Regions from separate parts of the Mus musculus genome. Here regions 1, 2 and 4 are each linked to region 3. A link is a contact called in public Hi-C and HiChIP or PLAC-seq data. All regions are on one chromosome and are shown on one strand. The core of a region is the stretch at or near the end of the contact, and the rest is flanking DNA. Distances in the headings are between cores, read along the strand shown.

Region 1 (5,380 bases), core at 1,598-4,097, 320 kb after region 3:
CCATCCAGGCACACAGAGTATCATAACAGCTGAAATCTAAATTGAAGTCTAAAAATAGCACAATAAAATTACTTCCTTCCTTCACTCCACAGAGAGCAAGTGGGCTGACACTCACAGCTGCAGGGCACGGCTGACTTCCGGAGTTCGCATGGACAGAACGGTTACACAACTGCCCCATCTTGTGAACACATTGCCCATCCCAGAGAATGGGGGAGCCAGAGCAATTACCCGGTTGGTGGAAACTGATCATGGACATTTGATTATAGTTATTAATGGGGAGAATGGGAGACAGACCGCTGAGCGGCAGGCTAGCGCTAAGTGAATGTGTATGAGATTCCTGGAGGGGGATTAATTTCTGTTTGCTTTTCATCTCTCAGCTACCATCTGAATGTGACACCGAGTCTAAGCGTGACTTGTCACAGCCTTATCAGTATTCTGTGCCTTGCATGCTGGTCACATTATCTCCGCTGGATGTACCAAACGAGGGGTCTCTTGCTGTGGGGGTTCATTTTCCTCTGATTCTAATGCGGAACTGGGGTTAGCTAGTGATTGGCTTTTCAGGGGAGAATCGTACCTTGGCGTGTCAGAAAGACACTCTTCAAGCAAATATTTGCCTCTCTGTGTGTTTCCCATTGGCACTGAGCACACAGTTCCTAATCTGGAGGGCGCACAGGCTCTCCTCAAGCTTTCGGCCCCATCAGAGGACGCTGGGCTTTTTCTGTATCTCAGCTATGAGATCTCAAGCTCTTCAGGTGAGCCACGTCCCATTGTCCTGCCCGTGGTGGCCTCTCAGCCTCTGTGCATGGTTAAGTGACACACATGCAGTGCCAGAAAGCACGGTGCCAGACCACACTCTGTTCTGCCCCAAGTTCTGCTCTTCTCCAACCAGAGACAAAGATGATCTTATCAAGGCCTTCTCAGGGCTTTCAAGCCATGCTGTAGAGATAGTCCTGAAGTGTATCCTTCTCTAATGTTAGCAGACAGAAGGCCCCCAGAATCCATCAAGCCACACCAGAAAGATGATTCCTAAGTCATCCAATCTCTCTACCTTCCCCTGAGAAGCAGGCTGCTCCCCACATTGGATTGTGAGGTCCAGTGGGGAGGCCTCCCAAATGCAGCCAAATGCAGCCAAATCAATAACAGCAAGGGGATCACCTGACTGTGCTTAATATTTTTTTTGGGGGGGGGGTCAGTGAGTTAAAGCCAAAAAGCCAGTAGTATAAGAACCGTTGAGAAGACGAGATATGTGGGACATTGCCGGGCGTGGTGGTGCACATCTTTAGTCCCAGCACTTGGGAGGCAGAGGCAGGCAGATTTCTGAGTTCAAGGCCAGCCTGGTCTACAGAGTGAGTTCCAGGACAGCCGGGGCTACACGGAGAAACCCTGTCTTGGAAAAAAAAAAGATATGTGGGACACTCTATTCACCCCGACATGAGATCAGCATCATCTTTCTGGGGATTAGACTGTCTGGACATCAGTCTGCTGGCTGTCAGAAGAGTTCAGACTAAAGGAGTTTCAGACGAGAACCAGGCTCCAGGCTTCTGTGTGAACGTCCACCAGGTGTTTCCACTGCTGCCTGCACACCACACGTGGCCAAGCATGGCCATGAGAGTGACCTAACATGTTGCGACTTGTTTAAAACACAAGGGGATTACGATAGAAAATTTTGGCAGGGTCCTCCATAGTGAACTTTGTAGATGAACATGCTATGTCACAATGTCAAAAGAAGTCCCTCTTGGATGCTAAAACCTACGTGGGACCATGTTTACTCTCAGACTGTTCACCTAAACCCGACTAGCCCCTTCCTCTTATTGAAAGGACTCACAGTCACTTAGAGATGACAGGTCAGGCAAACTCCAGGGGCAGCTTGCCCTTCTGACTAGCAGGAGGAGGAGATATCCTTCAAACCCCATCTCCCCTTCACACTCCAGTGAGCCACACAAATGAACACACCTGTGCCACAGCAGCCTCGGGGGCCACTTCCATCCAATCCTGTAACTGCCAGCACTACCAAACTCCACTGTCAGAACAAGGACAGTTCCACAGAGAGCAACAAATAGAGAAATCCATGCAAGAGTCGATTAAGACAGGCTTGAGCCGGCTGATGCATCGCACCGGCCTGCCCCAGCGGCTGCGGCACCTCTGGGGAAACCACGGCATTGCTTACAGTCTCGTTTACAGAATAATAATGGAAGTAACTTGGCCAGATGGTCTGTGTAGTTGTCACAAGTCATCTCTTAGTGATTCTCACCTTAGGCTTCGTCCAGGAAATAATTACATGATTTCCATTGGAAACGTAAAAATTTTAATTACATGTATGTATGTATGTGTGTGCCCCATACTCATGTGTGTTACAGGTGGAGGTCAGAGGACAACTTGAAGAAATCAGCTCTCTCCTCGTACCAAGTGGGTCCCAGTGGGCAAACTCAGATCACCAGGCTCCGTGGAAGAACTACTGAACAAGCCATCTCACTGGTCTGGGGACTTTTTTTTCTTTAGCATAGCTCAGTGGGGTGAACTGCTTGCTGCACAGGTGTCCAGCACCCACATGAAAAGCCAAGTGTGGGGATCCACGCCAGTGCTCTCGCACACAGAGCATCGCCGAGTTTGGGATGAATGAGGCTAAGGAGTTCTTTGCAGCTTGAGGAGGGATCCAGCCCTCCACGCTGGTGTGACAGTAAGCTGTAATGGTGCAGAGCCTGGTGTGTTTGAACCTGGGACTCATTCCTCATCACAGGCACTCTCATAGCAGCCGCCGGACACAGGCAGGCGGCAGGGACAGGAAGGAGGGACAGGCGGAGGGGGAAGTGGGAGCAGACTGACTCTGAACCCCACGGGTCATGCTATGTCAACCGTGTACTTCCTGTGGCTGTGGATCAGACTCACCAGTGAGAACTGGGGAGAGCAGTCACTGACAGTCTTGGAAAGGCCTGCCTTCTAGAGAGAAGGTCTGAGAACCTCCCTGCCCCCAGCAGCAGAGACTTTAGAACCCATCTGTCTGGAGGTCACAGGGTCCTGGCACGTTGTCAAATTAAACTATCATGCAATCTCAACACGCCCTGGAATCATTAAAACCTTCTCATTTCATTAAAGACAAATTGGATCTCTGCCATTGACATATTGACTGAAGCTTAATGGCTCTTTAATTTCTCAATTCATGGCCAAATGCATCAAAAAGACTTTTGCCTTGAGTATGTTAAACTCATCCGAGGTTGGACACTCCCTGGTAATTGTCTTTGTGTGCGTGTGTCTTTTCTTGAGACAGTGTCTCTTACAGTCCAGGCCAGCCTCAAACTCATATGTAGCTAAGGCTGACTTTGAACTCCTAGTTCTTTAGCCTTCACCTGGCAAGCACTAAGAGTACAGGACACACCACGACACTTAGGAACGGTGGTCTTTAAACGTGTGAAAGCCACCCTGGAATGTGAAGGCTGAGAGTGAAGTGGTCTTTGGAAGTATCCTCTAGTGTAACATAGCTTTATCCATCTTGACTCAGGACACCAGTGCTGAACTCCACAAGATGCTTGTGAGATCAGCCCACCCGCATACTCTCCCAGAAGTGGCCCCTTCCTAGGAATGTCTAAGGGTTAGCAGTTGCTGTGGCGGACACTCTTGACATAGCTGCCTGAAAGCTGCTGTGTTCTGTGAAGAACCCCCACTCATTCACCTACAAGCCCAATGAACTCCTTGCTTCACCAAGCTGGACTTGGGTGGAATTACTGTCATAGCTGGGGTGAATAGGCATTTGTTCAGAGCCATGTAACACACGCTATCTCTAAAAAAGGGCCTCACATCCACATAATAATTACAATTCAAGGACTAGGAGAATAACATCAGTAATTGCCCCTGCTTCCCAGGGACTCACTCAGGGCTGACACCATGTCACACAGTGGTCCTCCTGGCATAATGCCCAGGGTTACGTCAGGCCTCTGCTTCTTTATGGACCATCTTCTCCAGGTGACATGCCCACTGTCTCTGGGAACTATCGAAAGAGAGGTAGAATAGGGAGCTGTGGCAACCCCAGATGCTCTTGGACGTCTACAATGGGTCTCTATGCAGAGATGCAGAGCTCAGGAGACCCAAACAGCTGATTCCTGGGCCGGGGATACACAAGGTCAGGGCTCTCCGGCTCATAAACTCAGTGCCAGGTGTGTGGCTGTGAAGGCAGCAGGTGACACTAGGACCTCGGCCAGCCGATGATGCTGTGCGTGGGAACCACTGCAGGCTGCTCAGTCTCCAGCAGAGCCACTGACAAGGACTCAGTTACCACTTGTCCTTCCCCGTCTGAGGGAGCTGCAGGCATCTGGCCAGAGGGCAGGCAACAGAAAGAGCAGGCTGTTTACATAATGGAGGTGGAGAACTTGCCATGACCTTGAGACTCACTAGGAAGGCAAGAGAGTCTCTCTTGCTTTTAGAAAATGTGTGTGTGTGTGTGTGTGTGTGTGTGTTTCAGCATGGATTTTCTAAGATGGGGTCTGTTAGTATTTCTTCTAGGCTCCACCTCACAGTTACCTGGCAACAGCCAGGTGTGCCTGACTCACTATAAAAGGGGCTGCTTGCCCCCCTCCTTGTTCTCTTAGTCTCTTACTCTCTTGCCCTCTTCCCTCTCTGGGCCTTCTTTCCCCACTCCCCTCTCCCTCTCTTTCCACATGTTCAGGCCAGCCTCTACTGCTGTATGATCTCTCTCTCTCTCTCTCTCTCTCTCTCTCTCTCTCTCTCTCTCTCTCCCTCTACTACCCCCTCAACTCCCCTCCCCAAGCCCTAAATAAACTCTATTCTATACTATACTGTTCTGTAGCTGGTACCTCAGAGAGACGGGTTGCCTTGGCATGGGCCGGGAGAGGCACCCCTTTCCCCACACCAACCTCATTCTATCAAACATATTCCTGGCTCTTTCTTTCTTTTTATAAAACACAACAGGGTCTCTCATTGACTCGAAACTTAAAAAGTAGGCAGAGCCAGTGAGCCCCATAAATCCTCATGTCTCTACCTCCCCAGGGTTGGGTTTAAAGCCTGCCCCCCCCCCCGCATCTGGCTTTTACAATGTGGGTTCTGGGGGCTGGATTCGGGTCCTTGTGTTTGTACATCAAGCACTTTGCTGGCTGAGCCAGCGTCCGTCTCTCAAAGCAGATCTTTTCCACTCCATCATATTTTTTGTGGTTTTATATTGCTACTGTTGAATAATAGCTCTCATTTATCCAGTCATTATTGCATATAAGAAGCATCCTTTATCTTCTTCTGCAATTGTCTCATTTTTATGATAGAAAAAGGGGGCTTGGAGAGATTTATTGTGTAGTGAATAGCCACAGCTCAAGAAGGGATCACACTCAGATGTAGACAATCTCATTCCCGAGCCCAGACTTTAAACCTGTACGCACAG
Region 2 (5,207 bases), core at 2,147-4,646, 290 kb after region 3:
CATGTGGATGGCTTGTTGGCCATGCTGAGAGTTCCAGAGAGATGGCAGACCGGAGGCCTAGCCGAGTGTTCTGGCTGTCCAGCAGAGGATCATTAAAGGGACAGAGAGACTAATGAGGACCTTTGAGGGTGAGAAAGACAGAGGACTCTAATGGGGAAAGGTGCTGAGAATATCTCCCTGATAACTGATCTGAGCAAAGAATTGAGAAAGCAGGCTGCCAGGTGCTGAGAGAAGCCTCCAGGATGGTGGGGTTTGGGGGAGGGGGGGTGTAAAAGGAAGGGGTAGAGGACTCAAGGCTGTTTTGTTTGGAGACTGTCTCTTGCCATGTAGCTCGTGTTGGCACTGCAGGGTTGTACTAAGCTGAGCATGCAGACTCAACTTTAAACTCAGTAAAGGAGAATCTATGAAACTTAATGGGAAATGGGCTGAGTCACTGTTCAGAGGCCAAGGCAAGAGCCATGCACTTGGGGGCCACATCAAACCATGCATTTGAAAAAAAAAATCTGTAACATTGTCCCACTGATGTTGCCGTTCAGAGTTCAGGGCTAGAGCTATGTACTTGGAGCCACAGCAAATCATGCATTTAGAAAAAAAAAATTCTGTAACATTGTCTCACTGATGATGCAGTTTAGTGAAAGTACAAAGGGTTTTCAGGGCTGCTGAGATATCTCAGTTGGTAAACACTGGATGTGCAAGCAGGAAGACCTCCATTCCACCACCTAGGCAAAAAGCCAGGCAGGGTGGCATATGTGGCCACAGTGCTGAGGAGGTAGAGACAGGGGGATTCCTGAGACTCGTTAGCCAGCCAGGCTAGCTGAAGTGGCAGTCCCCAGGATCGGTGAGACTTTGTCCTAAAAAATAAAGTTCAGAGCAGTTGAAGACATCTGATACCAACCTCTGACTTCCATGTGCACACACACAAAGATGTACACATGCACACAGTCACCTGAACTGGTCTACTTCACACTGCTGGGTTTTTTTTCGGGGGTGGGGGGGAATGCTAGGAATTGAACTCATGGCTTTGCATTCTAAGCAAGCATTTGACCACTGAGTCACAACTTCAGCTCTTTTGTTGTATTTTTCCCATTAACTAATTAATTTATGTATTTATTCCCTTTATATTCTGATTGAAGGCCCCCCTCCTAGTCTCTGCCACACATGGCCCTTCCCACCACATCCCCTCCCCTCCCCTCTGGAAATCAAGAGTCCCAACTCTCTTTTTATATTTTGTTATTTTGTCTTTTTTTTTTTCCCAGAGCTGAGGACTGAACCCAGGGCCTTGCACTTGCTAGGCAAGCGCTCTACCACTGAGCTAAATCCCCAACCCCTCTTTTTATATTTTGTTATGAGAAAGAATCTCAGAAAGCTGCTAAGGCTAGCCTTGAACCTGAAAACCTCCTGTCTAACTCTCCCAGGTTGTTGGGATTAAAGGCAATGCATGATCCTCTGTAGTCAATGTGGACTACAGCAGAAAACTGACCTGTGTAGGGGGGAGGAGCAGTCAGGAGAAAAGCCCTATCCACACACACCCAGAAAGTAGGCAAGCATAGGGAATCACTTAACAACCTAGGACTCCACTTGGCTTGGGCTGTGCATATAGCTCTCTTCTAGCAATGCTCTCAGCAAAGGACTCTCGCCTACAAGTGATACGCGCATCCATCCCTGTGAATAATGCACTGGATAATCTATTGCCAACCTAGAACCCCCACTTGCCTAGAGCTGCAGGCACCACCCTCTCTGAACAATGAAATCAGTTTCTCATCTCCTTAACAACTATCCCAGTAGGAGGGGCTAGACTGGTTTTAGATGCATGTACAATAAAGCAAACTGTGTCCTCCAAGTGCACCTTCGGGGAGAATCCCCTATTTTCCATTGTAGGCCTATATGTAACCTGGCATATGTTTGACATCAGATGTGTTATGAGAAGAGACGAGAGAGAAGAATATACAACTTAAACTATGTAGTTAAAATAGAGAACCACACAAAGGACATCCTTAGAAACTGAATTCCCACTCTCTATCTCCATGAAAGGAACCCTCAGGGCCTTTGAGTACTGACATTCATGATGTCCACTCTCATTCTTGAACACACATTTTCTGGCCTTTTGGTGAAAAAAAAAAAGCACTCTTGCTACTTGTGCAAACCTGTATCTACTAATTTCGATGCTTTGAGTAAGACACCAAGGACCTACAGACACCTGACCCAGCCCCTTTCCACTGGTGGCAAAGGGACCTGCTACGTGCACAGAGAGACCGTGTCACCAGCCTCATGCTAAGTTCACACTGTGTCCCATGGGCAGCAGAGTCATCTTGCTCTGCACACATTGTCTGCTCCAACTTTTTGTACCCAGACCTTGGCAGAAAGGAGAAGGAAGCACAAGGCTGCCACCCTCGATCAGCTGAGCACAGTGGTGCCTCGGAGAGCAGCCTGCCCAGATCTGCACTCCCCCACTATAAATTACTGAAGGTCTCCACAGATGTCCGTCCTTCCTGCTCTTTGGTTTTAGAAGCAAAAGATCATTTCCAAGGAGACAGGGCAATCGCCCCTCAGCTCTGTTACCTTGGCCTCTTCGGGCTACACACTGGAAAGTGGAACCAGACAGGAGCCCTTTGGGGCTGTGGAGTTTATTCATGAGCCTGGATACATTTAGTCTCTGCATGCCATCAAGACTAGCAAGACGAATCAACTGGGCACCGTGCATTCCCAATGAGCAGAGAGAATAGGCTCCCAAGAGGCTTCTGGACAGGGATGCAAATACCACGTAAATAGAATCAGCCTGGTCCTTGCTCATCCATGACTCAGCAGAGGCTGGCAGAGCTGCCCGGGGCTTTGAGAGATGCCAGGATATGATCCTTTCCTCCTATAGTGAGCTATGGAAGTCAGAGGAAAAAAAAAAAGGAGGGGAAAAACAAGTCCTGCTTAACAATTCACCAAAGCCTAAAAGCTTTCCAATGGAGGCATTCCGGACGTGGAGGAACGGTTACACAGACTCAAGGGGGATTTTGGAATGGAGCTGCTAATTAGAATCCAGAACCTGTGAAATCATCCCTCAGGTTCAGACCACTGCTAATGGATCCCCAGCATGCCTAGAGTGAAGTCACAGCCCCGTCCTCTCCCCAGAGGCACCACGCTCCCCTCCCCACCGCCTGCTCTCCCAGTTAACCGAGCAAGCGGTCACCTCTGGCTGATGGTTTGAGTTGTTCACAATGCCTGTAACTCAGGAAGCCTGCCAGGAGGACAAAGAGGCAGCCTGTTTTCCTCCATCCCCAGATCTGCCAGCCCAGCCTTCCTCTACCACCCAGCAGGCTGCTGTGGCTCTGACACCGACAGACTGTGCAAGAACTCTTCAGAAGGTTTAGAAGCCCCCGCAGTATTGTCCCCAGCCCGCCCCTCTGTGTATGGCTCGCTGGTACACCACCTGCTTTGCTCCTGCAGGCGTGTGGCTTACGATAAGGGGGCTCTAACCCCAGGAAGAATGGGCAGCCACAGCATCCGGGACTCAAGTCCTCCAGAAAGGTGTCCCCCGTGGGTTTACGTCAGCACATTCCAGTGTGGACTTGGATTAAACAGCAATCGTCTGCTACGCATGCGCAGTGGGTCCTGGCAGCCGGCTTAACAGAATCAAGAGAGATGCCACCCTCACTGCGGCTGCTCTTCTATGCTATTAGTTGCGAGCTTTTTCTTTCAGCAGCGCTCAGCATTGTGCCTTTGATCACAAACGAAAACACACACCAGCCAGAGCTTGGCTGGGGGATTCCTGCAGCCTCTTTGGACGCCTTGATAAATTCTAATTTGAAACAACAGCTTTTATTTGTTGTGGAACCCCACGGAGCATTGTGAACACGGCTTCCTGTCTTGGGCCCATTGTAATACGGGAATCCAAGTGCTACTTCAGATTAAAGACACACTCTATGTATTATTCTCGTTCAGTGACACAGAACATGGGCTGGATTTCAGAGGAAAGCTGGGATAAATGTGTGTTTGTGGTGTAGATGTTATCTAAGGAGGGGCTGACTCAGTACCCAACCCAGCACTTTTCTACTCTTAGTGGCATGGTATGGAATGTCCTGGACAGGGTCAAATGCTTGAACAGTTGTTCGCAGTGGTAGTGCTGTTTGGCAGAATTGTGAAACCTTTAAGAGGCAGCTCCTGATTGGTGTAAGCGGGTCATCAAAGATGGGCCCTGTGATGGTTTGTATTTGCTTGGCCCAGGGAGTGGCACTTCTAGGAGGTGTGGCCTTGGAGTGGGTGTGGCACTGTGGGTGTGGCTTTAAGGCCCACTTCCTAGCTGCCTAGAAGTCAGTCAGTCTTCTCTTAAGAGGCCAGCGGATGAAGATGTAGAACTCTCAGCTCCTCCTGTACCATGCCTGCCTGGATGTTGCCATGTTCCTTCCTTGACGATACTGGACTGAACCTCTGAACCTATAAGCCAGCCCCAATTAAATGTTCTTGTAAACATTGCCTTGGCCATGGTATCTGTTCACAGCAGTAAAATCCTAACAAAGACAGGCCCCAAGGGTCCTAATCCTGGTCTAACACCCCCTACCTTTGGCCTGAGATCTCTACTTCTTGAGCCACTAAAGATGCTAGAAGCCACACCACAAATTCTCATCTCCCTGGGTCGCATCATCAGGTGTCATGCCCTCTCACCATGATCTGGATCATGAGCCACACCCCACTCAGCTGTCCCAAAACCTCCCCACCCCAGCAGACCTGGGACAAACCCCACTGTTATGGGAAATATTTAATGAACCTGCCAACTCTCCACACTCCTGCTTCTTTCAACCTGCCAACTCTCTGACCCCGTCGGGCCACATTCCCACTCTAGTACCAGCACTGGTGGACCACAACACTATGTCCCAGCTGGGTCCCACCGCTTTGTCCCACATTCCAATAACCATCCTCAAAATTTGATAACACGATACCCAGTAACCGGTAAAATCAAGACTCTTAAGCTTCTAGTTAACCAATTAGATTTATGTATCAATATTGCACAATTTACAAGATGGCAATAAATAATTTCAGAACTAATTGATAATGATAAAGCTTTAACCCAAATATTCTAACCTTTTGATAACACCAAGTCAGCCTCCATCCTCCTCCTCTCTCCTCCTGAGACCTCTCTGTCTCTGTAACTCTTTGATCTGCCTCCCTTTTCCCTGTCCAGTCACAGGCCTCCCCTGCACTTAATGTAATTGGACAGGGAA
Region 3 (5,410 bases), core at 1,536-4,035:
CTTAAAAATGCAGACGCTGCCCCTTTTGCTGCCCGCAGTCACACGCTCAGTGGTCACGCGCAGCTGGTTGCTACCACATCAGACAGCACGATGGGGCACTTTCATGACTGCACAAGACTCTCTTGTTTGATAGTTGCTGTCCATTAGTCTCCCAGCCTTGGGCCTCTGGACAGAGTCCATCCTTTATTCCTCCTGGGGAACACATCCAGGGATGACCCTCCCGTGCTCGTACACTCCTCACAGGGCCAGAGGTCTGCAGCACCCCTGCCTGCCTCTCTGGCTGAGGTCTCCTCAGACGCACCTGTGCTTGCTTACCCTGGTTAGTGACAGACACATCCTTACTGCCTTCAGAGCTCCCTTCCTCAGCTGGCCTCCCTTCCTCATTGGCTTCCTCGGAATCTCTAAACGTTTCTGAGCCCACTCCCTCAGAAACAATTGTCATAAACTTCAAGTACTCCACATATTTTTGAAGTGACATCTAACACTTTCATCACACATTTAAATAGTGGTTCATGGGACATAGGAAAAGACCAAAGCCAAGATGGGAGTAGTGTGAGCACTGATGCAGGTGGGATTGTCCTTCACAGTGTCATTTGGGAGAACTGCCTGATTATGAAGTGAATGCCATGAAGCTGTCACCAAAGCCACATCTGATCTGGTGTGAAACTTTTTGGTATTGGGGAAAATTCCAGGTGTATTGAAAAGCTCTTCATCGTTCATTGGTGGATGTGCATGCCTTTAGTCCCCACACATGGGAGGCAGAGGCAGATGAATCTCTGAGTTCAAAGCCACCCTGGTCTACAGAGTGAGTTCCATGAGTGCTAGGGTCACACAGAGAAACCCTGTCTCCAAAACAAAACAAAACAAAACAAGAGCAGCAGCAAAGAGAAGGACTTCATCTTTGGCTCTTTGCCACTGACCCCCTTGGAGCATTTAACCCAGGCCACATTTGCCAGGTATACATCTGCCCCCTACAGCAATGGTGCCTGTGGGCTTCAGGCCGGGTTGATTATTAAAGGCTTGTAGTGGTCAAGGTTCTGAAGGGTCTTTATGTAAAGTCCTGGAAGTGTGTAGCCATGCTGCAGTGCATTGTGGGAGATTTTGATGGGAAGGAAAGGATGCCCACCTGTTCCTCAGAAGTCTCGCATGGAAGTGAGGGTCTAGATGCTCGTCAATTCCACACACAATGAGTGTCAGGGACCTTGGGTCCTTGTGTCTTCAGGTTGGTGGCTCAGTGGGGAGAACAGTTAGTTCTAAGGCAGGTTTCTCTGTCCTCCTTCTCCCTCGGAGGTGTCAGGGCCACGCTGTAGATGTCTGCTCTCTAACTTAGGATATTATCTCTCATGAAATTATGCAAATACGTAGTCATAGACAAGAAATACAAATGTCAGTTTCTGACAGCTGTTTCAGTCGGTCACCCCAGTATCATAGGTCCTGAATCCCAGAGCACTGGAAGCTCCCTCTTCTATCGCTCTGTGTGTGTGTGTGTGTGTGTGTGTGTGTGACTGTGCGTGTGAGACTGTGCACGTATGTGCAGGGGTGGAGGTGGGGGGTAGGGTGGTGATTTTGCCTTCAGGAGATCCTCCTACCTGAAACAAGCCAAGTGAATGTTTTTAGAGTGTTAGTCTCTGAGCTTACCATCTCCAACCCTCCCACCCTGCGCCTGTGCTGTGATTGCTTTGGGGTCACCCCCTGTTCCATATGTCATCCATAAACTCACTAGCGCCCCAGGGTGGACCTTGGTGTACTTGTACTTTGATTGACACTGGAGTCCTATAAAGAGGGTGTGGGTGTGGACGCACGCCTTTAATCCCAGCACTCGGGAGGCAGAGGCAGGCGGATTTCTGAGTTCGAGGCCAGCCTGGTCTACAAAGTGAGTTCCAGGACAGCCAGGGCTATACAGAGAAACCGTGCCTTGAAAAAACAATAAATAAATAAATAAATAAATAAATAAATAAAATTTAAAAAAAATTAGGCTTGGTACAGGACGTGGTAATGCACACCTTTAATCCTCTAACTTGAGAGGTGGAAGCATGTGTATCTGAATTTGAGGCTAGCCTGGTCTGCATAGAACATTGCAGCTGACCAGGGCTACATTTTGAGATCCTGTCTCAAAACAGAACCCCACAAAACCAGGCATATTACTTTCCTACTCTCTTAGGGAAGGTAACTATAAAAGTTGATCCTATAATTGTTTTCAAATTCTGCTTAATATAGCACAAGAATGCAAAGAGACGACTGTTGCTGATTACCTTACGGTAACTGTCCGTGCTGTCCATGTGACTGTGTTACTTCTCCTTCCCAGGGCACAGGTTTGTGCCCAGCGTCTGGAGAGCTCTGCATATGTGCGAGCAGACCCAGCAGTTTTTTGTTTTTCTGCTCACTGAGGTACTGCCCTGCAGTTTAGCATCTGATAAGTCTGAAGCGGGCTCCAGGGGAAGGGTTTCTTATCTAGCATAGGAAGATAAGTGCTTGGCTGGTGGCTCGTTGAATGTTCTTGGGCATGCACCTTTGCAGAACAGGGCAGGATTGCCCAGCAGTGGGCCTCCAGCTTGTGATGTCTGGCAGAAATCCTGGTAGTGGAAGACCCAGGCCCTGCTGCTGGCAGAACTGTATTTGGCACAGCTCTGGCCAGTGCTGTGGGGAGACAGGGTACAAGGATGGTCTCCAGGTTCTGGGGAACTCTGCCCTGTGTGCAGAACCAACCAGGCAGCTTCCCCTGATGAGCACATGGAGTTGTACGCCACAGGCTGTGGGTTTCCTCAGATACTTGGGACGGTATACAGAACATAGTGCAACTTCCCCAGATGCTAAAAATGTTCCGCTCGCAGTTCTTACAGGTGGGGCTTGTCAGCACCGTGCAGCCTCGGGTCTCCTGCCTGGGTGGTGAGCCTGATAGGGCATAGGGATGCAGGTAAGGGAGGTGCAGGGCATAGGGGTGCAGGTACGGGAGGTGCTAGTGGATCATGCTCCGTGGTTGGTCCGACTGAGCCCATAACAGCACAGGCTCGGAGACAGGGTGGGAGTGGGGGTGCAGCTACAGAATCTGCTGTGAGACTGTAGCCATTCTAGTGGAACAGTCAGCTTGCTAACAAGTTGTCAGCTGTAATGTGTGACACCGCTCCTCTCCCCCCCCCCCAGCCACTGCTGTTAATTTACACAGTGTATAATCTGAGTCTGAAACCCCCTTCTGCTGCACCCCAGGGCTTAAAGCACATTCCTAATGTCCTGTTTCTGAGCAGAATCAATTTTTTTTTTTTTTTTGTTAAGGGAAGAAATGTGATCAGAGCTGGTGGATTTTGGGTCATCAAGGAAATTGCACAATAAAGCAAGTACAGAGTTAAATTTAAACAGACAGGCTTCGCTTTATGGCGTTGGAAGGTCTTTTCTTGGGGGTGGCTAGTCTCTAGCCAGACAGTAGCCTGGTTCTGTAGACGGTCTTAGGAGTGCTCAGGATAATTCTAGGTCAGACAGACTTGCAGTGGAGTTGTCCTGTGGCCTGGGCCAGCTCTGCCTGGTTTACTTGTCCCTTCACAGGTTAAACTCCTAGCTCCCCGAGATGATGGTTTTAGGAGGTGGCTCCTTAGACAAAGGTGGGGCATGAGGGGTGAGTCCTGGGCATGGGATTAGTAACCTATGAAGGAGATCTCTTCTACCTCAGGCCTTGGAAACAGCATGTATCTTTCATGACCCAGAAAGTGGGTACCCCCACCCTCTGCCTCTGGCTTTGTCCTTAGACTTCCAGCCTCCAGCACGGGCTATCTCATGCTACTGTTACAGCAACTGGGCTGTCTCATGTTGTTGTTACAGCAACTGGACTAGACTGAGATTTCATATCACACTTATGTGTTTATTATGCAGCACGCATGCCTTAAAGGACTCCAGGGGTCTCCAAGATGGCTGCAAGCTGTGCTTTAAAGGAGTGCCACACACAGCGACAGTGTGAGCCATCTGTTGTGGACACCCTGTGGTCAAGGTTTCATGGAGGGCACAGAGGTTGCCCATGCTTTCAGAGGTCAAGGCATAGTGTTAGCTAGCATTCTGTGTGACTTTGTTCAAGGCTCCATTTTCCCTGTACAGTCCACACTAGCCTCTCCTGCTGGACCATGCAAAGCAGTGTCCAGCTTGCCATGACTTCCACATCGTCTTGTCACCTCTTCAGGCTGAAATCAGTTCTCTCTTGTCATCACCAAGACTGGTGGCCCCTGACCCATGCCCCTCTGCTACTTCTCCCTTACTTCTCGCCTTCCTGCCCCCAGGTTGCTTCTCCTGTGGCCTCTATCCTGGTACTTGCCCTTCCTACCCCATTTCTACTTGGCCATCTCTGATTTCCTGTGAGGGTTCTGGATATGGCCGTCCTGTACCCTCAGCCTTGCATGCTCTTGTCACACCTCTTCTCTGTTTGCACCCATCGGATCAGCCATGCTGGCTAGAGCTCTGCTTGCCAGCTCAGTTGCTGGTCAGCACACTGTGGGAATGAATGAGTGGCCATTCTAGAAGCAGTTCAGTAACCAGCTTTCCCATGAGCAGAATTTGGTGTAAGCTTAGGTATACCAGTTGTGTGTGTGTGTGTACTGCTGTCACCTTTAACTTTAGTTGCCTTCCTAGGCTTAATATTTATTAGGTCACCACACAAAGCTGTTGGGTTTAGGGTACTTGGTAAGGTTAGTCTCTTTCCCTGACCTAACTCTGATAGGAACTTTAGATAGAGATTGGTTGGCAGAGCCATGCTCCTTGTCTCTCATTGGCTTTTGACTGAGGAAGCTGGAGCCCCACCTCCCCCCTTGGTTCTGATGACAGCCTCAGGATGAGGCCCTACACCCAGTAGTCTCGGCCTAGAGCTGGGTAGGACGTGGTGAGTCTGGCGGTCTTCTAACTACACAAGAGAGTGAAGAACCTGGGCATGGAGCCTCTCAAAGGTGGGAGACACTTCTTGCTAATAGCAGCTGCTTGCTTGAAATCTCTTCTTCCCTAGAAAGCCTCTCAGTGGGTAATGAACAGCCGCTGCTTCAACACAGGGCAAGCTCTGAGAAGCACTGCAAGTTTGTTGAACTCACCCTGCCCTTCCACTGAAGAATGTTGATGTTTTTAGGATACATTGTTGACATGATTTGGTTGTCTTGTGACTTCTCCTGCGGAGATAAAAAGAGATGCCTATCTATCCCAGATAGACCCAACTGACCAAAGAAAAGATTTTACCCAAGTTCACCTTAGGGAATCCTTTAGCCACTTCTGGCAGCCTCACCCTAGCAGGTCCCACCCCAGTTGATTGTTCGCCTCTGGTTTGGTGGAGATTAGAATCTCAGGAAGGGAACGGCCAGATAAGGTCTTGTGATCCCACCAGCCTTCCACACCATTCCCTGGGGGATGTTAACAAGCTGGGTCTCTTGCAGCTGGGTCTCCACAGCTT
Region 4 (5,437 bases), core at 422-2,921, 440 kb after region 3:
ACAGGTACACACAGGCAGCACAAGTTTCTGCTGGCACCTAGGTTCTAAGCCACCTGGAAGTCGCAAAGCCCTTAAAGGAACCATGGGACACATGGATAACTAAATTCTGTCATGCACTTTAGCACAATGTCAGTAACAGAAAGTAAGAGGGGGTGACAAGCATGCAGTAAAATTAAGGCAAAATGCACGGGTGTCCTCAGAGCAAGGCAAACAGCACACTGTGGGCTAGGAGTCCATGCTTTCCACACTGGTGATCATTTGCTATGCTCAACTGTTCTATTATCTTTCAGAGCGCCGGAGACAAGCGGCAGGAGGCTTGCATGAGCTGGCATTTCAAGTGTAAAATTGCTAGACTTCATGTTTGAAGTGCATTATCAGGGCAGTCCTGTACCTGTACTCTTTTCTACAATAATCCTGCAGGTACATGCCAGAGCCTTGCAGGGCAGGGTACAGTATCACTGACCACCCAGATCAATCAAGAGCTAGAAAGAGTATAGGCTGGGGAGGTGGTTTACTGGCAAACCGCTTGCATTGCAGGCATGAAGACCTGAGTTCAAATCCCCAGAATCTACATTAAAAGCTGAGCACAGGGGAACACACAGCCATCTTAGTGATGATGAGACAGAGACAGACAGACTCCTGAGAGCTAGCTGGCCAATGAGAGACCTGTCTCAAACAATGGAAATGCTAAGGGCTTGAGGCCTGACACCCAAGGGTGTCCTCTGACTAACTACCACATATGCAACATGCATGCACACACCTGCACCCATATGTGCAGCCACACAAGCATGTGTGCACACACACAAGGAAGGAATGCATGTGGTATCATGCACATCCATCTATCTGTCTTACGTTCTTCTATTGGACTGTTTTTAAAACTCTGAGGCAGAGCAGCAGAGATGTTTGTGAGCCCATGTGCCACCTGCAGAGCTATGGACAGAGTGTGTGGAGTGATGTCATCGGTGAGCTGTGGGCAGGGTGTTTGGAGTGATGTCATTAGTAGAGAGAACTTTCCTCCTGTGTTGACCACTCCCAAATGACATCATCTTTTCTGTTGTCTGAGAGGCTACACCCCTTCCTTGTCCCCTACGTATCCACAAAGAGAGGTGTCCCTGGAGCCCAGAGCTCACATGGACCCAGGGAGATGGACAGAATGTCACAGTTGGAGTGTCCAGGAGCCAGGCTGGGCAGCATAGCTCAGCATCCCTGCATTCTTGCTAGAGGCTAAGACCTTGAGTAATTCTCCCACACATTTCCTCTGGAGCCCCAAGCTTACAATGCAGGCCCCAAGAAAAAGCCTAAGTGCATGTTTGCCTTGGCTGGCGACCATTTTCATCAAAAGTACGCTGTCTGAGAAGGCAGCCACTAGCCAATGGGATGCTTAAAGTAACAAGAACACAAACACAAAGCCAGTGGTGTTTTGTTCTGTGTCTGTGTCCTTCTTCCTGGAGGTTATGGATACAGACTCCGCTAACCCACAGACAGTCGATTGTTCACTGACACCAGGTACAGCAAGCTTGTCACCATGCACTAGGGGTCCTTTGGGTGAGAAGACACAGCCTACTCAGCTTCCAGGAAAGAGAGAGGAAGAAGGGAGGGAAGGACAAAGGCAGAACTCGCATGGTTACGAAAGTCACCCGCCAAGGATGAGGGAGAGGCAAGGGGGAGCTATTGTGTGAGTCACAGTGTCTAGGGGCACCATGACATCATTGGTGGGACAAAATCACCAGACCAAGTTGTGTCATAAACCAGAATGAAGTCGGTACTTTTCAAGGTTTGCTCTGGGTGGACCATCAGAGAGGTTCATTTTAATCAGTGTTAACGTAGCCATGGGGCCATGTGTAAGTGACTCCTTGGGGTGCATGAGGCTTGGTAAGAAGAGTCAGCCACGGCTAGTGTGTCCACCACCATCGCACAGTATAGGAACGGGGAAAGCTGTTAGCACGCTACAGACCTGGCTCTGCATGTGAGCTGCTGCCTGCCCAGGGCTTAGGGTGAGCATGGACTGGCACCAAGAGAGGTAGGGCCCAGAGTACAGCTCTCTGTACTGTTTCCACTCTGACTTCTTCTGTTGTTCTGAGACGGAGTCTGCATGCGTAACCCAAACTATCCTAGAACACTGGATTCCCCTGCGTCAACTCTAAGAGTTGGGGTTATATGTGTGACGTTAGCAGCGACTGTCGTAGCGACTGTTAGTAGCGACTGGCAGGGCGTAGAATCCCTTGAACGCATGCCTCTGTCAGGCTGTCGGGGATTACTGAGATTGGATGAGTTTGACTGAGGTAGAGACACACACACTGACTAATTGACAAATAAGGAGGAGATAAAAGCCAAACACCAGCATCATCTCTCCCTGCTTCCTGACCACAGATGCACTGTGACTGGCATCATCTCTCCCTGCTTCCTGACCACAGATGCACTGTGACCGGCATCATCTCTCCCTGCTTCCTGACCACAGATGCACTGTGACCGGCATCATCTCTCCCTGCTTCCTGACCACGGATGCACTGTGACCGGCATCATCTCTCCCTGCTTCCTGACCACGGATGCACTGTGACCGGCATCATCTCTCCCTGCTTCCTGACCACGGATGCACTGTGACCGGCATCATCTCTCCCTGCTTCCTGACCACGGATGCACTGTGACCGGCTCCCTCAAACACCTGTTGCCATACCACCCACCATGATGGACCCAGGAACCGTGAGCCAGGACAAACCATTTCTTACTAACGCTGCTTATGTCTGGATATTCCGTCACAGCGACCAGAAAGGTCTAAGAGGGCAGCGGGCACCTACATGTGCCCTTCTCTATTAACTTTTCTAGATTGTTTTTTCTTCCTTACAAGAATATATGGACTGGAGAGGGGGCTCAGGGGTTAAGAGCACTAGCTGCCCTTCCATTGGATCCAAGTTCAGTTTCCAGCACTGGAACCAGGAGAATCTATCCCTGGGCCCAGTAACTAAGCAGGGAGCATGCAGTCAGGGTCCCCGGCCCCACAGAAACTGTGATTCCCCCAGGGAGGCTGTCATGGGTTGGCTGTGCCTGAATCCCACGAAGTCAAGCTTCCACTAAACCAAGCCATCACGGGGCTGCGGGGAGGGTAGCCTTCCCTCTGTGTGTGTGTGGGGGGGGGGGGGCTGGAGCTTCCCAGGGTATTGGCTCCTCAGCGGGACTTTTCAAACACATTTGCCGTCTGGCTTGGTTGGTTTGGTTTGTGTTGTTGTTGTTGTTGTTGTTGTTGTTGTTGTTTGGTATTGGAGCCAAATGGGGTGGAGATTTGTAAGGCAAATCCTCTCAGGACTGCCAGCTGCACACACAGCCACCCCTGGCCCTGGAGCCTGTGTGATAAAGAGGAAGAGCCAGGCCTCCACTCACCCTTTGGCATAAATGGACTCCCATTCTGAAGGCGTGAATACCCTTGGTCTCCCCAGCCTGCTTAAGCAGGGGAGACTCACCTGCTAGGAGCACGAAGCCAAATAGTCTTCTTAGACGCCTCATGTTTCCACAGCCTGCTTCATTTCCATCCTGGTTTTTTCTACCTAACCCCTTTTCTTTTTCATTTGTGCTATGACATTTTAAAAAGCAGATTTGGGGGGGGGGGGTGGTGGTGGTGGGTTGTGGTTCAAGACAGGGTTTCTCTGTATAGCCCTTGATGTCCTGGAACTCACTCTGTAGACCAAGATGGCCTTGAACTCATAAAAAACCTGCCCGCCTCTGCCTGAGTCTTGGGATTAAAGGTGTGCGCCACCATCATGCAGGTAAGCAGAAACATTTATCCAAGACTGTCTAGCCAAGCCCTGCGACGAAGCCCTTTCTGTCAACAAGCTATGTGTATCTGCTCATGGCTTCTTAATTGGCCTGGCAGGAAAGCAAAGCAGGCTTGCTGTACTCAGAAATGTGGTCTGTCCATCATGACATACCAGGCTTGAGAAGAAAGCTGGGAGCAGGGCAAGAATCTCACAATGGCAGGCCCTTTCCCATAGTTAACTGCCACAGCTGGGACCAACAGTGGGTCCCTGAAGAGCTGATGAGAGGGATCCACGGGGCAGTGTCAGGAGGGACAAACTGGTTCGTAAGAAGGGTTTCCTTCACTAAGCCCACTGGCCACCCCTCCCCGAACCATGCCCAGAACCGACTCTGCCCTAAAGCAGTCCACGAAGAGAAGCAGAACCCACTCTTCAATCCACACGAGGGACTCTCAGGGAAAGTCCCTGTGGTAGAAAGTACAGGAAGGGAACAAACCTCAGAGAAAGGCAAAAATAAAGGGATAGACAAGACGAGAAGAAACCATCCCACCACGGCCCTGACAAGGAAGATGAGAGCTGACAGTCGGGGTGACAAGCCAGTGTAAGTGGGGGTGACAGAAGAACCAAGCTTTTGACAATTACAACTCATTATGAGCAAATCTCACTTCAAAACAAACTCCCTGAGGAGCTAATTTACACTAAGTGTGCTGGCAGAGAGTGGGGAGAGCCATCATTTCAAGCCACCCTTGGGCACGCAGAGGTCCTTCTTGCACTCCGAGGCTGACAGTGCTGCTGCTGCTGCCGGTTCCCAGCTCCCTCCGACAAGCTCCTGTCAAGTCCGTGCTCTGCCAAGCCTGTCAATAACAATGGATTCCAAATTACGGCGTTAGCTGGCACACTGTATAAAGGTCAAGTGGAAGACTGTCCCTTCCGCCTGTCACTGTCATCAGCCGCAAAAGGTCATCCCAGCCAATCCATTGTCGTGACAGAAAATAACTTTGTCTGTCTATTACGACATATGAAATGTTCCCTTCACTCGGAGTCCTGGTTTCTCGGCATTCTCCCTAGCAATAAGCCAGACCCTCTCCGTTTATCTGAAGCAGGAAGCTGGGTACAAGCCAAACTGAACAGAAAAAAACAAAGATGTGAGCTGAAGACTCTGCGTAGCCTCTGAACACCTAAGTGCAATTCCAGGTCTGTGCTTGTGGCTAACGCTCACTCAGTTTCTTGTTATTTTTCCTGTTGTGGTGAAAACAACGTCAGGAAGAAAGGGTTTCTTCTGGGTCATGGCTCAAGGACATAGGACACCTTGTGGAGGGAAGGCATGGTAGCCCTATACTCCGGAGGAGCGGACAGCTGAACACTAGGGCTCAGCTCACTTTTTCCTTTTTATTCGGTCCAGGACCCAAATCTATAGGACAGTGCCACGGACATCTGGGTAGCCTTCTCTGCAGAGTGGAATCTTTCCAAAAGGATTCCCCAAAACCTGTCTCCATGGTGACTCTAAATCCAGTCAGGTGACAATGGAGGTAAGCCATCTGAGTTAGTCAGAGTTCTACTGCTGTGAAGTGACGTCATGACCATGGCAGCTCTTACAAAGGAGAACATTTGATTGGCTCAGTCCATTATTATCACAGTGGGAAGCATGGTAGCCCACAGGCAGATATGGTGCTGGAGAAGGAGTTGACAGC

The links. A called contact is a pair of places that touch in the nucleus more often than the background predicts. HiChIP or PLAC-seq counts read pairs in DNA pulled down with a chosen protein or histone mark.
Region 1: a contact with region 3 is called in a Hi-C map of bone marrow-derived macrophages, with 22 read pairs. The contact joins two enhancer-like sites. A contact is called at or near these places in 9 of 39 promoter capture datasets (the C10 cell line, cranial neural crest, embryonic stem cells and 6 more), 2 of 484 Hi-C or Micro-C datasets (bone marrow-derived macrophages and cortical neurons), 14 of 115 datasets of contacts at active chromatin or transcription factors (SST interneurons, VIP interneurons, acute myeloid leukemia and 9 more) and 1 of 9 other capture datasets (embryonic stem cells).
Region 2: a Hi-C map of bone marrow-derived macrophages shows a contact between it and region 3, with 19 read pairs. The contact joins two enhancer-like sites. A contact is called at or near these places in 3 of 484 Hi-C or Micro-C datasets (bone marrow-derived macrophages, cerebral cortex and pre-B cells) and 11 of 115 datasets of contacts at active chromatin or transcription factors (the NIH/3T3 cell line, VIP interneurons, bone marrow-derived macrophages and 8 more).
Region 4: an H3K4me3 HiChIP or PLAC-seq map of bone marrow-derived macrophages shows a contact between it and region 3, with 5 times the contacts expected there. The contact joins two enhancer-like sites. A contact is called at or near these places in 2 of 484 Hi-C or Micro-C datasets (bone marrow-derived macrophages and nephron progenitors) and 8 of 115 datasets of contacts at active chromatin or transcription factors (bone marrow-derived macrophages, craniofacial prominence, embryonic basal ganglia and 5 more).

What each region holds. Positions count from the first base shown.
Region 1 is chr8:125,222,083-125,227,462 of GRCm38.p6, reverse strand. The region is part of intron 10 of Disc1 (disrupted in schizophrenia 1); the gene reads right to left. Among named protein-coding and RNA genes, the nearest start is that of Gm30713, 160 kb to the left of the region's middle. Within about 2 kb of position 2,847, at least 51 of the 459 cell types and tissues checked have an H3K27ac peak or open chromatin away from gene starts, as enhancers often do. A contact at or near this core is called in bone marrow-derived macrophages, where this site is marked.
Region 2 is chr8:125,252,655-125,257,861 of GRCm38.p6, reverse strand. All of the region lies in intron 12 of Disc1 (disrupted in schizophrenia 1), which reads right to left. Among named protein-coding and RNA genes, the nearest start is that of Gm30713, 130 kb to the left of the region's middle. Within about 2 kb of position 3,396, at least 249 of the 459 cell types and tissues checked have an H3K27ac peak or open chromatin away from gene starts, as enhancers often do. A contact at or near this core is called in bone marrow-derived macrophages and cerebral cortex, where this site is marked.
Region 3 is chr8:125,540,741-125,546,150 of GRCm38.p6, reverse strand. All of the region lies in intron 1 of Sipa1l2 (signal-induced proliferation-associated 1 like 2), which reads left to right. Among named protein-coding and RNA genes, the nearest start is that of Gm51602, 13 kb to the left of the region's middle. Within about 2 kb of position 2,785, at least 32 of the 459 cell types and tissues checked have an H3K27ac peak or open chromatin away from gene starts, as enhancers often do. A contact at or near this core is called in bone marrow-derived macrophages and cerebral cortex, where this site is marked.
Region 4 is chr8:125,101,770-125,107,206 of GRCm38.p6, reverse strand. The region is part of intron 3 of Disc1 (disrupted in schizophrenia 1); the gene reads right to left. Among named protein-coding and RNA genes, the nearest start is that of Disc1, 50 kb to the right of the region's middle. Within about 2 kb of position 1,671, at least 4 of the 459 cell types and tissues checked have an H3K27ac peak or open chromatin away from gene starts, as enhancers often do. A contact at or near this core is called in bone marrow-derived macrophages, where this site is marked.